Linked DNA regions of Gossypium hirsutum: region 2 is linked to region 1. A link is a contact called in public Hi-C data. All regions are on one chromosome and are shown on one strand. Each heading gives the region's core, a stretch centred on a gene start, on an enhancer-like site or on the middle of the called end of the contact. The rest is flanking DNA. Distances are from core to core; before and after follow the strand shown. Region 1 holds the start of LOC107886724 (ADP-ribosylation factor GTPase-activating protein AGD3). Region 2 has its middle 31 kb from the start of LOC121225283.

Region 1 (5,463 bases), core at 1,000-3,499:
CAAGGTTGCATTCAGTTTTTTTTGTCATATGTTTGACCTACAGGTAAGAAAGAATGTTGAAAACATAAGAAACTTCCATAAACTGGCAGAAAGTTGTGAACAAATATAGGCAATGACTATTAATACATAGTAACAGAAACCCTTTATGTTCGAGAGGCATAAAGCAACAATCAACAAATACTTTGCCCATTATAAAGACATATTGGACTATTTCTTTATTTAATTTAGAACTCAAGTTTGGCCATGTCACGTTCTGATATACTTCTTTCGTTCAGTAAAAAGGGATATTGTTTTGATTAAAACAATCAGATTCATAGATCATTTGAAGATATAGACGTACGTGTATTTTCGGCATCCTTTGAAAAACCTTAAGCTTCTCTCACGTAACAACTCGGCGCTTTCCTCCATGCATTGTATCTGTCTCACCAAATAAAATTTATAAATTATCTATACATGGTCCATAAATAACTAAACAGATATACTATCTCATAAAGCTCTAGCATTAGAGTCCATCAGACAAATAGTAAGGTTACTATGCGTAGAACACAAAATTATGATACTCAAGTATTAAGAACTTTTCAAATCCATGAGAAAATACAGTTACAATATAATTGTAAAAGTAAAGAATGTCTTTAAGCAAAAAGAGATACTCCATCCCACTATAATCAGCATGTACAAAATACAAATGTGGATGTAAAGGTTAGCGCTTGACAAAGATACTCATGAGATAAAAAGTTCACTAAAATTCTCCAACGTGATTCCATTCTTATCTCACCCTATTCATAAAGAGAACTTAATCCCATCAAATTAAGAAAACATAAGAGATCATTTGAAAATCAGTGCCCTATAGTTTCAATTTTCAGAAAATACATCTTATCGCAAACCAGGAGAGATCAAGGATCACTCTTTAAACAATCTTTTAAACCCACCAATCATGGATACTGATAGTCAAGCTAGATATCGAACTAGGCACATGCTCCAACTCTATTTAGAATAAAATAAATCTCCCCAAATCTACAAAACATTTTTTATGCAAAATATACAACCATTAATTATACAAAAACTACCGCTGATCTAGCCAAATTCTTTGAAGCAGCCATTAGAAAGATAAAATTAATGGGGAAAATATTCCCCTTTTATTTTGTTTCTTTTGCCTTATTTTCTCCGACAACCAAAGGGGAACAAAGCACTGAAGGTTACAAAAATGGCAATCAAAATAAGCAACCTGAAATAATTCAGCTAAATATGTAAACAATTTTGGAGGGTGGAGGGGGGGGGAGTATGTAAATCTACAATGTCCTCGACTTCGTTCCAGCTAAGTAAAGAACGTCGAGAGAGAGAAACCTGCTTGCGAAACATGGGAGAGTCATCGAGCTTAGCGAAATGCATTGTGGAGGCCAAGATTCTTTCTTCTCTTCACGATAAAATCTTAATTAACATTACATCAATGCTCGATCCTTCGTAGAATAAGACTAAACCCCTGAGATCTCCCCTTCACTCTGATTCAAACCCTCCCAAAAAGTAAAGACGAGGTGACTTGACAACAGTCGGCTTCCAGAGCAAGAAATTCAGCTCCATCAACTCGATTCACATGGATTTCACGGCATTTAATTTAACAGAAAGTTTTTTTTTTTAATCTTGTTTACAGTTCTTTTTTTCGCTTTATGTGTAATACTATTTGCTTTGAGGTTTCAATTTAACACAAAGAAAGGTAAAAAAATATATATAACCGAAAGAAGATAAATAAAATAAAACCCTAGAAAAGAGAAAGTGGAGGAGGAAGGAAGGGACAAGAAAACATAAGATTTTATTAGAGGAAGTGGAGGTTGTTTTTAAGGGTGAGAGCCTTGGGAATTGAGAGAGTGAGTGAGTAAGGAAGAAACTAAAACAAAAAGGAAAAAGAAAAAGAAATTAATTAGTCCATTTTCCATACATTAAACCTAAAAAATGTCCATAACATGCGTGAAGGTGAGACACAAAGACAACTTAGATAAAAGCGAAAACACACAGACATAATTAGCCCTTCCCTTCCCTTACTTTTTTTTTTCCTTTTAATCTACGATTTCGTTTAGTGGAGCCAAAATTTTTAACAGCGTGCTGTGGATACCAAAACCTACGTCGTCGTTTCGAGGATGTTCTTGAAAACGGCGTTACGACTGTGTGTTTCTGACAGGAGCTACCTTCCTTACCCCTCCCTCATTCAGAGAGAAAAAAAGGGGAAAAGAGAAAGGTGAAGAGTACAAGTGGAGAAGCGTGTAATGAAATATCTACTTTTTGAAGTTTGAATTGGTGGGAGATTGGAAAATAACGCGCCATGAGCGAGTGGTAGTAGATCATAGAAACTGAAAGATGCTTCTGTCTCGCTAACTCAGCAATCGAGGAAGCGGGACCCAAACTAGAACTACTCTCTTTCCTCTTCCATTTTGATTTTCTTGCTCCGGTCGGTCCCGTCACCTGCCAAATTTTAATTATCATTCTTTTTGGATAATTGAACGCAATCTGCATAGATTACATTTCCATCCATTGTATTCATATATGTTCCAAATCTTAATTAATCATAATAATTTTTTATAAATTCGAATATTTATTCTTTCTAAATGTAAATTTCTCTGAGACTTGGTGTTGATCAAAATATCTAGCATATATATTATGAATCGGTGGAAAGAGAGGAGGGCGAAGGGTGGGGACCTGAAAATTAAAATTGTAATGGAAAGGCAACCAAGAAATTTCAGCCTTACTTGAGCACAGTTACTCAACTCATCACCGCCCCCAAAATATCTGCAACAATTGAACATGACATTTGTTGTGGGCATTTTTGTTCTGGGCAGTCGAGATGATAGATCCTCTCCTCTGCTCTTTGAGACAGTATTTCTTGGGACCTAAATTTGCTTTTCGTCCATCATATGTTAAGTTCTATATTTCGGGATAGCATTTCTCGAGCTTTGTTACTGGGATATGAGAACATGTTTGATTGGGATTTTTTCCTTTTTGGTATGACAGTCATTTTATTCGAGCTAAAAAGATGGAGGCTCTTGATTGCTTTGCCGACTATTTTACCTATTTTCATGGATTCTTATAAAAGGTGATGGTCATGCTTGCTAGAATGTAGCAACGAGCTACTTTATCAAATTTCTTTCAACGTTTTCTAGTCTCGGCTTCAGTGATCGGAGAACCATTATTATCAATAACTGTTTTAGTTTGTTACAGTTCATGATAATCATGAAATTCCTGTTGTATTCCTTATTTTCATTCAGTTTGTTCTTTGTCACAGCTCATAACAATTATGAAGTTCCTATTCTATCCCTTAGTTATTTTCATTCAGTTTGTTGTTACTAAGTATGTTTAGTAAGTGAATAAGTATCATTTTCAAATTAAAAATAAAATATTCATTAATTAATATTTTTGTATTAAACAAATATTTGAAAAGCCTTTTGCAATATTTAATATGCATTAAGATGATGCATACGTTTAAATTAAATCTTGAAAATATTTGTATGTCGTTGCAACGATAATTCCTACAAACATTGAATTAAGTCACATTGGGGCAATATTAATCAACTAGTAAGAACATGGATTTCCATCCAATTAATACGTGAACCTAATTTCTTAGGTATTCACACGTACTAATAATTGCTTCGCATTTGGCCATCATTCTAACTTTAGTAGATCTTTGTGGGAAGTTACTTAATTAGAATGATGTTTAGTGTATAACCATTAAATCAACACCCATCACATCATGTACCAAAAATGAGTCGTCTTGGGACAATCTCAGCGAGTAACATGTATGATTAGTTGTAATATCCCTAAACCGAGTCTAATAGTTTTGAGTATATTTTTTGAGTTCCTAGCGTGAAACTAGGAATTTATGGGGCTTCTAGTAATTTTTAATTTAAGTTAGGAGGTTAATTTCATCTAAAATCAATTAAACAATAAGCTGAAAAAATAAAAATATTTTTGGAAAATTAATTTTAAAGTAATTGAATAATTATTAGTGAAAATAATTATTTGGATCGAAAAATATTTTAAATAATTTTTATTGGGGTTAATTTAAGTTAAATTTAAATATTAATTAAATTAGATTAAATTGTAAAATAAGGGAAATTTTGGAGTACTTATTTGGCAAATAAACCTTAAAATTCGAAATTTTTTAGGGAAATAATCAATTGGCAAAGTAAGGGAAATGTGGGAGTAGCAATTAGGCAAATTCCCCAAATTTTAAATTTCTGGTGAGTTGTTTCAGTTTTAAGCACAATGCATCTAACCTGCTTTTCACACCATTTACATAAAATTAGAAAGTTATAAATTAGTTTTCTTTGCATGGTTTTAAAGATCTATTATCAAATAATAGATCCAACCAATTTTCTTTTCAAAATACACTCTCAATTCATCCGAAATTATTTTCAAAAGTAGCTAAGAATATTCTAAAATTTCTCAAGTTTCTTAAATCAAGATTTTCAATCAACGAATCTAGAGTGAATCAAAGGTAATCTTCAATCCTAAACTTGTTTTTATGAAGATTAAAAACATTTTTACATGATTTGAGAGTCAATTAAAGGATTTTTATCAATGTCATCTTCTTCTAAGAACACATGGTTCTTTAATAGTGGATCTTGAATTTTGAGAGGAAATTCGCCAATCAATGGATGTTTCAACTCAAAATGGATCTATTAAAAGGTTTTTGGTATTATTTATCAAGATTAAACATGATTTTTGAGGTAATTTGAAGAATGTTAATTTCATCATCTTCATGAACCGATTTTTTGAATTTTTGTGAAATTGATTTAAATGTGAAATTGATGCTTAGTATATGTGTATTTGGTCTAGTATTGATGTTTGTAAGTGATTAGGAGGGCTAGAGAGATCAATTTTGTGAGGAATCCAATTTTTGACTTGATGTTACAAATCCGATAAGGTATCTTTGTAAGAGAATTTTAATTAGTATAGTTAATTAAAAATTGTGTTTATTATATCATTGGAAAGGTGGTAATGTCTACTTTACCTCTATTGAAGCTCCGAATCTTGAAGAGGACCGAGATAACTGGAATTGAAGCTTGGAATTGCTTAGTTGATCACTTGTTGTGATAGAATAAAATCGTGTAGTAAGTGTTTCTAAGGGTGATTTGGTAAATTGACCCTCAGTTATGTTTAATTAGTAGCTTAATTAATGATTTCAATTAATTAATTATGGTTGCATGGCTGATTTTGCACTATTGGTATTAAATATGCAAAAATTGAATTTGTATTGAAAAAAATTAGTAAGTAAGCTTTTGGGTGGTGTTGTGCTATTTAATTAGATTAATTTTAAGGATGATTTAAAGCATGTGTACTAAAATTTTTTATCATAATATGTTGGTATTACAATTGGTAATTGAATATGGGAAATTGGCAAATGAATTGCTTGATTTAATTGGATGCTAAATGGTTATGTTACAAGTCACACATAAGCATCTTGTCACATTAAAT
Region 2 (5,463 bases), core at 1,352-3,851, 65 kb after region 1:
CTCGAGACATCCAAACATCAAAGCTAAATAAAGAAAATAGGGGAAAAACATTTCGAGGCCTGTTTCGAGACATGAATGGTCTAATCTTGAGACATATTTACATTGAAGTAAAAATACCAAAACAAGGGAGGCCTGTCTTGAGACTCATTGTTGGATTTTTGTACTTAGAGTTTGGATTGGAATCCCAACTCTGTTTTGACCTCGTACAGCCCTTAAATATTTTAAATGACACTAAGATATTCATTGAACCTATTTATGTGATTAATTGAAATTATATACGATTATTTGATTGAATGCCATGTTATTTAGTGAAATGATTTTGAACAACTCTAAGTTACTCTGGCAACATAATGTGTCGCCACACATTCAGATCCGACAAATGGGTCAGGTGTGGGGTGTCACACTTAGCCCTTGAACAGAAGATCCTTCAACACCTTGATGTTGATATTGCCTCTTAGGAAAAGGTTATTCAACAACTTCAGGCCAATGTTTGTCAAGTCAAAGCATAAAGAAATGGTCTCCAAGCCAAACTACTCAAGTAGGACCTTGGCAAAATTCTTGAACAAAAATGGGGAGAAGTGCTACTTGGAGTTGGAATTGATGCACTAATGTTGTTGTTTTTAAATCATTTTTTAATTACTTTTCAGTTTATGTCTTTACAAATTTTGGGGTTTGTAATTATTTAGACATCAAAATAGTTATATTTTGGTTATAATGTTATGAACCTTTTTTTTCTATTTGCCTACTATAATATAGTTTCCAGTAGTTTGATTATTAATGTGATCCTTATTTATTTTACATTAATGATTGATTTTCTTGGTTATGTTATTAGTTGAGCATGATGGATTAAGGAGGAGTTACTTAGGGGAACATTTGTATCTGGCATGCAAATTGTTCTCTTATTATGATTTTGTTAAAAAAAATTTCAAATGAGGAAATTGTTGAGATAGTTTTTTAGTAGTGTCTAGAATAATGCCAACTGGTTGTGGCATTACTCTCACTCAAAAAGCTTATCATGTTTACTTTGGATGATTGTCAATCCATCTTTAATATCTAAACTACACATAGCAACAAATCTTGGAGATAGGTTTGGATTTGGATCAAAGCTATTAACTTCCTAAGTTTGTGGATCAGATCGAATTGGGTGAAACTTGGAAGTCTATCATAGAGATTTAAGACTTATCCTTAGTTGATCGAAGATAGTCTTTATACTTATTATCTTGTTGGTTTCAAGAGAAGATCGATTGCAATTGATATAGAATGTTAGTAAGTCTTTATTCCTTTTAAATCGAGGAGACTTGTACATCTGATGTACTAAACTGAGAACACTTATTCTTCATTAAGGAATGTTTCTTTTAAACCCGTTAAGTGTAAAATTAAGTGTGTTACTTGGTTAATACCCTAGGTTTTTAGAGGGGAACTTAAAGGAAAGTTGTTTAGATAATAGGTACAAAATGAGGAGTATAATTTTGGCAAGGCTACCTAGACGTAAAGAAACTGAATTGCATAAACACATTGAGTGTTCATTATTTTCCTGCTTTATTCTTCCCCAGTGCTTGAAGTAGTTGGTATTGCTCGTAGTACTATTTCTAGCACTGCTTAGTTTCTACTTGCAAATATTGCTTTTGGAACTAAAAAAAATAGTAAAAATAATTTAAAAGTTCTATAGATATTTGTTTCAAAAATATTATATAAGAGTCATTAATCATATATTTATTTGTTTAAAAAATCATTCTTTTAGAAATATTTATAAGAAAGGCTTTAAAACTTTACCAAATAACATGTAAAAACCATAAAACAGAGTTCATTTTGTCAAAATAAGTCAGAAAATCTAAAACTTAAAAAGAACATGAAAAACTAAAAACCAAATTGAATTAGGGATGACAATGGAGCAGGGGTAGGGGCAATATTGCTAAGTCTACTACCGCTCCACAATTGGCGCGCTCTACTCCACTACCCACCCTGCTCTACTATAAATATATAATCTTAAAAACCACCACCACCTCCACGGATGTTGGATGTATTCATCCCCGCCCCGCCCTGCCCTGCCCTGCCCTGCCCCACCCTACCCCACCTAGCTCCACTTCAATTTAATTTTAGCTTCTTATCTTTAATTTTTTCAATCTAACATAATTCTTCAAAAAATAGATATTTAAATATAAGACATGATTTTTTTTCTATGTTATTACATTTTACTCTTTCTAATAGTTTATGTATACGAGGATAAAATAATAATTTATATAGTGGAGTGACTCAAGACGGGGCATGCAATTATCATAATCGATTTATACTCACTATTCAAGATAAAAAAAAATCCACCATGTCTTGCACATCTACTTTTCAAACAAAAAAAATTGATCTATTCGAAGTGAATCGATTAGAATCCATACCCATTAGACAATTCAAATTTTACCATCTTTAAATTAAATCAAATCAAATCAAATCAAATTATATAATAAATCTAACCAAACCGAACCAAATCCAATTCTCCAAAACTTTGACATGATTGAGAGGAAAGAAATCATTAGAAGAAATGGTTGGGCCGGACTCAGTTTGAAGCCCAACACGAACAAGTTTATAATCTTTGGATTAGGAAGGAATTTCCCAATTAGCAGCAGCAACTCGGATTGGGTTCCATTCCATACGAAAGGTTCAATCTCATCCTTAAATTATTCAAATTAAATTTACCAAAAAAAAAAAGAAACTCTCAGCAAAGGCGGTGTTCCTTCGAAACATTAAAATCCGGAAGGCCCTCAACGAAAAGTCCCCAAAGCCGACTTCAACCATTCCATGGACGATAGCTTTAAACTTCGAGTAGAAAAAATCTTCGGATCTCTCCAATCATCGCAGTCTTCATCCCAGCAGCAGCGGCCGCCTCTCTAGTCCCTCTCTGACGACGAGGTCGAGAGGAGAGAATGGAGGAGAGAATCCGCAGCCGATCGAGAGGATACGTTGTGTTCCTCGTCGTTTGACGAGTTTTTGAAGGAGGGAAGGAAGTATAGGAGTGGGAGGCGGAAAGAAACGGAGGATGATCTTGATAACGATGATGATGATGACGACGACGACAACGACGGAGGTTCGAGTCAGTTACATAGTAGAAAAATCGACGAGTATGGAGACGAGTGGGAAATCAGATCTTGTCTTGGAATGGATTCCACTCTCGACAATGAGGTATATTACAACCTCTTTCGTTTTCTAGACTCTGTGTTTGTATACATATGTTATTTTTTAAATAAAATTCTTTGTTAATTAATTTTGTTTGTAATCGTTTACATCCGTTTGCTTATTGATTCTTTCTCGTACGAAAATTATCTGGGTATTTAGGTTAAGGAATTTTGATCTTCAGTGGCTGCTAAGTGAACTTTTAAACCGATACTTAGAAGCGTTTGTTACTCTTTTGAACGATTGTTACTCTTTTGACATTAGGATGACATTATATGTGAATCAATAATTGAGAAAAGAACCCTTTATTTTGAGCTGATTAGAAACCCGTAGGCCTTTTCCATTTTATATGGATGGAATGAAAGCATCAGGTACATCTGGAATAGTTTTCGAACATGGTTCAAACTTCTTAGTATCATGCATTTACTGTGTTGAATTACCTATAATACAGTGTGATTGAGGCTGACTTCAATGATTCTTGCATGATTTTTTTTTTTGGTCTCTAGCTTAAAATACCAATAAAAAGCTTTTTTTTTACATATTGAGTATGGGAGAGAAATTGTTTCTTAGTTGTTTAATATAGTTGTCAAACAATTTGATGAATATTTTGTGTACAGAGTACCTGTGTTTTTGTTTCTTTTGTCTTCAGATCACTCCCCACCTCTTCCTTTTCTCCTTCAATCTATTTGCAGTTGAGTTGAAGTTTGTTTACTAAATGTCACAGGAAGAGGAAGATGGATATGACAAAGTGGCTTCTGGCAGAGAAAATGCTGGTGAACGCCTTTACATGAGTGATATTGCTGATCATGGGTCCTTTTTGAATTCTCATAATATCCTTCAAAGAGCATTGAACCATACCACTAGTAACTAGGACCACAGTGCAAATCATATGGCAGCGAGAATCAGGCTGAAAGAAGATGATGAAGAAGCTCAGAAGCTCAATTATTGTGATGGGTCAATTTCAGAAATTAGGGAATTATCAGATATGAAGGCATCTGATAATGGTTGTCATTTGAGGTCTATATTAAAAAGGAAAGACAGTGGTACAGGTTTCAAGCCACGAAAGTGTGTGCGGTTTGACTCTGCTTGCAAAGATGGTTGGGAAGAGCAATTTGAAAAATCTGAGGATCATCCAACAGGCATTTTGCTAATGAATTCTGAAGAACCTGCTGAAAATGATAGAGCCGTTCCAGATTATTTACAGAATCCTTCTAGGTATACACGCTACTGTTTTGATTCATCAAGCAAAATTGGTGAAGAATCTAATGCTCAAGCTTGGAAGGACGTCCTTAAGCTTGTTCCAAATACTAAATGTACAGAATCATTGTCAGAGCAGGAGGATGCACCTTGTGATCTTCCAAAGCTGGTGACTTTCATCCCAAAGAGAAAACCAGGCATCCTTCAACTAGTATGCGATGTAAGTGAGGTTCAGGAGAAGGAAAATGAATGTAAGAAGTCATTGAACCCAACAAGACTCCCTGTGGGCATTGCTGCTGGCGCAGCCAAATCCGATGAAGATGATGCAACAGAAGATGATATACCAGAAGTAAGCGCCGCGAATGGTACTCCGGTTATACCAAAAGGTGGTCGCAGCTATAGAGTAAAATCACAGCCAGAGGGCTTGGACCAAGAGGGCTGAAGAGAACGTCTTTTGACTGTGCTACTAGAGTATCTTTCAGTAGTTTTTAAGTTTATACAGTTCCCCGAGTTCATTTTTTTTAATCAACATAACGCTTATGTTATAGAGCTTTTTAGAATGGAGAGTTAATGTATAAGCACGCCAGCCGAATGTTAAATGAATATCTTCATTCTTAATATTGTGTTATTTCGCGTATTCTTATGGCTTTAGGCTTTCCTTGCATGATCTTTGTAGGTCAGTGGCTTATATGACAGGCTCAAGTTTGGTGCAGATCTCATATATAGTCGGTAATTGAAGATTAGTTTGGAAGAATCGAGTTAATCATATACAAATCTGCAACCATGTGGTTAAATAATTACGCTACTCCATTAATGGATTAGCGAAAATCTTCCATTAATTTCATCTATCCAACCTGTAAAGTGGTTCTTGCTTATGTACATATGATGTATCATGGCAGCTGTAATCATGTGGTTAAATAACAATGCTTTATTAAATATGGACCCAAAAGCCAGGGTAAATTACATTAAAGTTCACTAATTTATTAGTAAGTTTATGTTTTGGTCATTTTTAATTTCAAAAAGTTATAAAATGGTCATTGAATCGTACGAGGTTTTCATTAAGTTATTGAATTATTTGAAAGTTTTCATTTAATTTAAGTTACT

What was found. Hi-C and Micro-C count contacts between places; a contact is called where the count stands out from the background.
Region 2: a Hi-C map of leaf shows a contact between it and region 1, with 3 times the contacts expected there. The contact joins the enhancer-like site here to the promoter of LOC107886724 in region 1. A contact is called at or near these places in 12 of 34 Hi-C or Micro-C datasets (anther, callus, hypocotyl and 4 more).

The regions. Positions count from the first base shown.
Region 1 is chrA03:104,592,662-104,598,124 of Gossypium_hirsutum_v2.1, forward strand. It overlaps LOC107886724 (ADP-ribosylation factor GTPase-activating protein AGD3), which reads right to left and starts at 2,250. Exons shown (of 19, transcript XM_016810774.2): 1 at 1,345-2,250; 2 at 341-417. The coding sequence starts at 1,389.
Region 2 is chrA03:104,657,475-104,662,937 of Gossypium_hirsutum_v2.1, forward strand. It overlaps the pseudogene LOC107886725. Among protein-coding and RNA genes, the nearest start is that of LOC121225283, 31 kb to the left of the region's middle. Within about 2 kb of position 2,602, at least 7 of the 9 cell types and tissues checked have an H3K27ac peak or open chromatin away from gene starts, as enhancers often do. A contact at or near this core is called in leaf and stem, where this site is marked.